Regions from separate parts of the Sus scrofa genome. Here region 1 is linked to region 2. A link is a contact called in public HiChIP or PLAC-seq data. All regions are on one chromosome and are shown on one strand. The core of a region is the stretch at or near the end of the contact, and the rest is flanking DNA. Distances in the headings are between cores, read along the strand shown.

Region 1 (2,700 bases), core at 154-2,653, 980 kb before region 2:
TTCAATAGATTTCTCATTTCTTCGGAGGTCTTTAGGAATAGGCAAGACTTAAGGTCAAACCTATGATTTCTGATGATTTGCTTGATTTACACATTGGGTTCTAACTTGTGGCAATCATAGAAACCAAGAGTTCTTGACTTTTGACCAAGAACTATGCAGAAAAACCACAAAAGAAAAGAAAAGAAAAATACCGCCCTTGGAAAAGCCGGGTACTTTTCAAATATCCGACAAACCGACAAACTGGAGGCCACAGAAAGGGCAGGCAAAGCTAATACATCAAATCCATAACCTAAATTCCGACAAAAACGGAATTACTTTAAAACCAAGTAAGCAAACACAGAAGACCGATGCCTCAATAGTGTTAGGTCTAAATTTTTAATTGAATCGCCAGTCTTCCTACTTTTCACCTAATCACCACCAAACCACCCCACTTTTCTAGATTCTACGCTTTATCTGGTTTCCCCAACCCTGGTTTTCGTTTCGTTCTGCGCTAACGTGCTAACTTGGAGGCCTGGCTGGGGAGAATGCGCTCTTCTAGGCACTACCTAATACCCCACCTGAAGGCCTTCCTAACGATCGTTCCTTTCCGTCAAAGCGCCCGTCAGAAACGGCCAAATCTCGGGGCGTCTTTACGCTTCTATTTGGCGCCAGGCCGTAGGCCCGGGCGCAGAAAACGCCCAACCAGCCCATCGCTGGAAGCACGGATTTAACCGAATCAGCCGGGCTCTCGAGGAGCTTTCCTCAGAAAGGATGGCTCCGTCGGACCCCTGCCTTCGCCCCCCCGCTAATGCCCACAGTGCACAAGCCTGAGGTGAAACCTGCCGGTTTCCCTCACAAAGAGCCGGGGTCACCCGCGAGTGGTAGCGCCCCGCCGGGGCGAAGAGGGTCCGCCCCCCTCGACGTTCCCAAGCTCCGGGCCCGAAGCGCCCCCGCCCCCTTCAGACACATCTCCGCCGAAGGGACACTCCACCCCCAGGCCCTCAGGCCCGACCCCAACACCAGCGAACGCTCGCCGGGTTCCCCATCAGCCCTTCCTTGGTTCCGCCCACCCGCAAGAAAACTCGATCTACAACTGCGGCCGACCGCCCCTTCCCCCACCAACCGCGGTACTTGGATCCACCCACACCTCCTCCCGCTCCAACAAGGTCCGACTCGGCTCCTCACCCAAAGACATATCAATTTTGTCGAGGTTTTCATTGCTGCGGGCTTTCGGCGGCGGTGGCGGGGTCGCCGCGGCCCCCATTAACCGGGTACCAAACCGGTTCATGGTTAGAGACGTCGCGTAGGAGCAGTCAGCGGAGAAGGCCAGAGGCTGAGGCCTGTCACCTCCCACTCACGCACGCACGCAGACTAGCTGCACCGAGGGAGTGCGCACGCGTGCCGCCGGCGTCCTCCCCTCCCACCAGCGGCCGAGGGCTGGGGGAGGAACCACAGAGATGAGTGGCGGGCGAGAGCGGCCCCTTCCACGCGACTCGCGCCTAGCGGCTCTTGCTGGAGGGGAGGAAACCTTGCAGCCGCTGCGGTGGCCACTAGCCAGCCAGCTGTTTCGGCAGTTCGCCGTGCTACCCAAATTATGTTGGACCCTGAGCGCCTCAGAATCACATGCCTTAAATGAGATCATGTTCCTCTGTGCCCTTCGAGTCCTTCCTGCTACAGAAATGCCCTCTAAGCTTTGGTACACACGAATGTTCACAACCCACTGCAATGCAGCCTCGGAGGCAAAACAGACCCTGCGAGTGTGGGTGGCAGAACTGCGTTCTAGCTCCCCTCTCCCTGGCCAGCTCTTCTACCTGCAGCTTGTGGAGTCGCCACGTCTGGACACAAAGCAAAGACTGCACTGATAATTCTTGCGTCACCACACTAATAAAAGTAAATGCTAACGTTTCCCATATCTGTACCACTTCTCAGCTGGCACTCTCAAAACATTTTGCATGGTACTGGCTATCTTAATAAGACCTCACCTTCCTTTGGGAGAGGGGTAAGTACTTCTGTTTATTTGGCTGCGTTTTTCTCTAATTCATTTGCGTTGAGAATTGATAGGAAGATTCTTTTTTTTCCCCCTAATCATCTCTTTAGGAAAATTTCTTAATATTTGATGAATTCCTGCATAACAACTTTTTCCTCCTATTGACAAAACGTGATATTCCCTCTCTTTTTACCTCCTTCTCCTCTAAAGTAACCCTGCTTGTGTGGACGTATTTTGGTTATATCATCCTCAGAGGAGCTTAAATATCTAAGACATTTGCATCTTGGGAAAAAATCAGGGTCAAGTATTCTGGTCATTTAGGAATCTCTGCAACCTTCCCCCTCTCCACTTCCTAAAATTTCTTTTTGCATAGAAATGAACCAGTGACCTAAAGTATCTCAAACCCACAATAGGCTGTACTTATTTTTCGCCCAAGACTCAAATACACCATAAGAGAAGCGTGAATCAGCTGAAGGGGCACCTTTGAAGGGGTACAAGACACTTAAATGGGAGAGGAATGTTTGGACTCAAAAAGACCCAAGAACAATATTCAGCATGTCAAGGAGAGTAGCGTGTATGCTCTTAGCACAATGTGCTTGATTTTACTACTATTCCACTCTGTAGTTGCCACCCCTCTCCCTACTGTTAAAAACTAGGGAACTGGATTGTATAGATGTACAAGAGAGACCTTGGTTTTATTAAGTGGTACCTTTTTACTCAATTGAGCTATTCAC
Region 2 (2,729 bases), core at 144-2,643:
CCTTTGAGTTTTCCAGCCTTGTGCAGGATTGCAGTCCCAACTCCTTGAACAGGGCCAAGGCCTTGTCTTTGGTCTCTTGTCTCTTGTGCAGTCAGTAAAACCATGGAGATTTGAGATAAGTAGTTTCTTTCAACACAACTTTGGCTTCACTGACATGCTTACCCCTCCAATTTCTTGCTCTCCCTTTGGGTTGAGTGGGAGTTTGGAAATCTGTCAGAGGTACTTCTCTTTCTTAAAAGCTTAGTTATGCCTTTGAAAGGATGTTCTCTTTTATCCAGCAATGTGTTTTTAATAGTGGGGGCTGTTTTTCAAGTTATCTAATAGTGTGCCATATTGCTCCTTGAATCTTTTCTCTCGTACTTTCCACATCAGTTGAGTTTTTTGCTTCACATCTATCAAAAGAACATACCCATTCTCCATTTTCACTGCTATCTCTTATGACAGTCATGATTACTGCCTCCTTTCTTCATTCCCTTCTATTCTTGAAAACCCAGAGTCCATTCTCCATGTAGCAATCTAGTGACCTTAAAGTATAAACCAGGAAACCTTCCTTCCCTGCTTACAGCTCTTTAATAGCTTGTTGGAATAAAATCCAGCCTTCTTACCATGTCATTCAGGATCCTCTCTGACCTGAATCTTGTCTCCTCAGGTGTTTTTTCACACTGCGCTACTCTTCTTGCACTAACTCCAGTTACACAGACCCTCTTAACTGACCTTAGAAAGTCCCCCCCCACCTCCTTCTGCTTGTAATGCTTTCTCCTGGGAGTTTCTCATGGCTGTCTCTTTCTGTTCTCAGCTTAAATGTCACCTCCTTAAAGATGCCTTCTCTGGCCAACTTATCCAAAGAAATCATCCTAGTTTTTTCTTCATACCAGGTATCACTATTTTAATTATTGTGTTTTCATATTTGTAAGTTACACAAAGTGACTTGTGTTCACCCTTGTATTCCTGATACCCAGCAGTGTCTGGTACAAATTAGACACCAAAATATTTGTAGAATTAGTGAACACATTGATGAACTCCTCCTCCTCCATGAATAAAACAGAGGCATTAATTTGCAAGGAGGCGCGACTTAATTTAGCACCAAAATACATTAATAAGAGTTGTAGGTAAAGGGCAAAATGGGTAACGGATGAATTCCCAGAAACAAATGTCTTAGAGCAGGTTCATATAATAACAGTTGTCTTTCAGCGTCTTTGGTTGGCACAGACCTGAGTGGAGACAATGCTGAATTACACGAGGCACTGGCTGTCTCTGTCAATAAAAAGAATACTAGAGATGGAGGGAGGGAGGAAAAGAAGAGAGATAAGAGGCACACATCTCTAAACTACAACTCCCAGCAGCCTCCGCGTTTGCCTGCCCACTGGGAGGCGGTGCCTGTCTCCGCCCGGTGGAGCTCCCGCCTTCGGCCCCGCCCCTGCCCGCTCCCCGCCGTCGCCCTCCCCCAGGGTTGTGGCCACGCGCAGCGGCAGCGGTTGTTCCGCTTCCCCTCTGGCCTGGGCCGTCGCCATTGCCGAAGGCTCCCTGCCCTCCCCTCCCGGCGCCCGCGGGGCTCGGCGGCCGCCCGGCCTAGCAGTAGAAGCCGCGGCGCTCCAGCGCGGCTCCACTTCCCGCCCCGCTTCCCCTTCCCTCCCCTCCCCGCCCCGCGTCGCTCTCTTGCTCGGGGCGGCTCCTGATCCCGCCAGGAGCTCGGCCGGAGGCTCCTCGCTGGGGCGGGGACCTTTCCTCGCCTGGGGTAAGTGTGCAGACAGGCCGGGACGCGGGCCGTCGCTCTCCTTCCTCCTTCCTTCTCCGCGGCCTGGCCGGCGCGAGCGGCCCGGGGCAGCTGACCTGCCCCGCGCGGGGCCGGGAAGCCGCCACCTGCGTGCCTGGAGCGGCAACTCTTGGGGCGGTGGCTCATTGTCTGCGCCCTCGGGCTGTTTTCTTCTCCGGTTTTAGCCTGAAATGGGAAGCTTGCTAGGCTGGTGAGTTCTGACTCTTCCTGGACCCGGCCCTGCCCTGAACCGTGTCGCGCCAATCTCTGCTCTCTGTCGATCTCCCTTCCCTCGCGTTTCAGCCTTCTCTTTTTCTCCATTTACTTTAGTGTTCGACTCACCGTTTCGGGGTTTTTAACTCGATTTTTTGTCTCTTACCGAGTTCCAGCCCCACCTTGCTACCTTTGGTCATCCCAGTTTCATTGCTTAGGCATATTGTCTGTAGTCCCCTTACTGGTTTCTAAACTGTAATCTGTGATATCTTCCATATTCCGGATCAGTAGAAACTATAGTTTTCCGAGGGTTTGAGGGCCTCCGCTTGATAACTGAGCTTTCGTATCTTCTCGTGATTCTTTGATCTTCAGCCAGGAGATGAATATTTGCTTCCTTAGGTAACTTAGGTGAAGGTTAGCTTTCACCATGTTTGGCTTTCTTTAAAATAACACACACATGCAAAACGGTACCGAAAATTCCTCAGCGGACTCAACTTTTTGACTAATTCTTTAAAGATAGAGTCATCCAAGAACTGAAGATTGGAAAGCAATTGCCATTGTTGTCAGTTGTCGTGGGGTTGTACCCGTCCTTGTCTCTTATCTTTAATGGAAACACTCTGGACAGTGAGAGCGTGATTTCTTTCCTCCTTGATGAATAATGCCAACTCCCATTGGTATAATTATCACAGTTTTGTCTTACAAGTGATCTATAGTTTTTTGTTTTCTTTTTAAAGCTCTGTTAAAAGACAATCAAAATGGTTAG

The links. HiChIP or PLAC-seq counts read pairs in DNA pulled down with a chosen protein or histone mark.
Region 1: an H3K27ac HiChIP or PLAC-seq map of alveolar macrophages shows a contact between it and region 2. The contact joins the promoter of FYTTD1 here to the promoter of PAK2 in region 2. A contact is called at or near these places in 1 of 5 promoter capture datasets (liver) and 1 of 2 datasets of contacts at active chromatin or transcription factors (alveolar macrophages).

The regions. Positions count from the first base shown.
Region 1 is chr13:134,362,349-134,365,048 of Sscrofa11.1, reverse strand. FYTTD1 (UAP56-interacting factor) reads right to left here and starts at 1,403. Exons shown (of 9, transcript XM_003358772.4): 1 at 1,165-1,403. The coding sequence starts at 1,267. It also overlaps a transcript of RUBCN not described here.
Region 2 is chr13:133,382,170-133,384,898 of Sscrofa11.1, reverse strand. It overlaps PAK2 (serine/threonine-protein kinase PAK 2), which reads left to right and starts at 1,393. Exons shown (of 16, transcript XR_002337855.1): 1 at 1,393-1,735.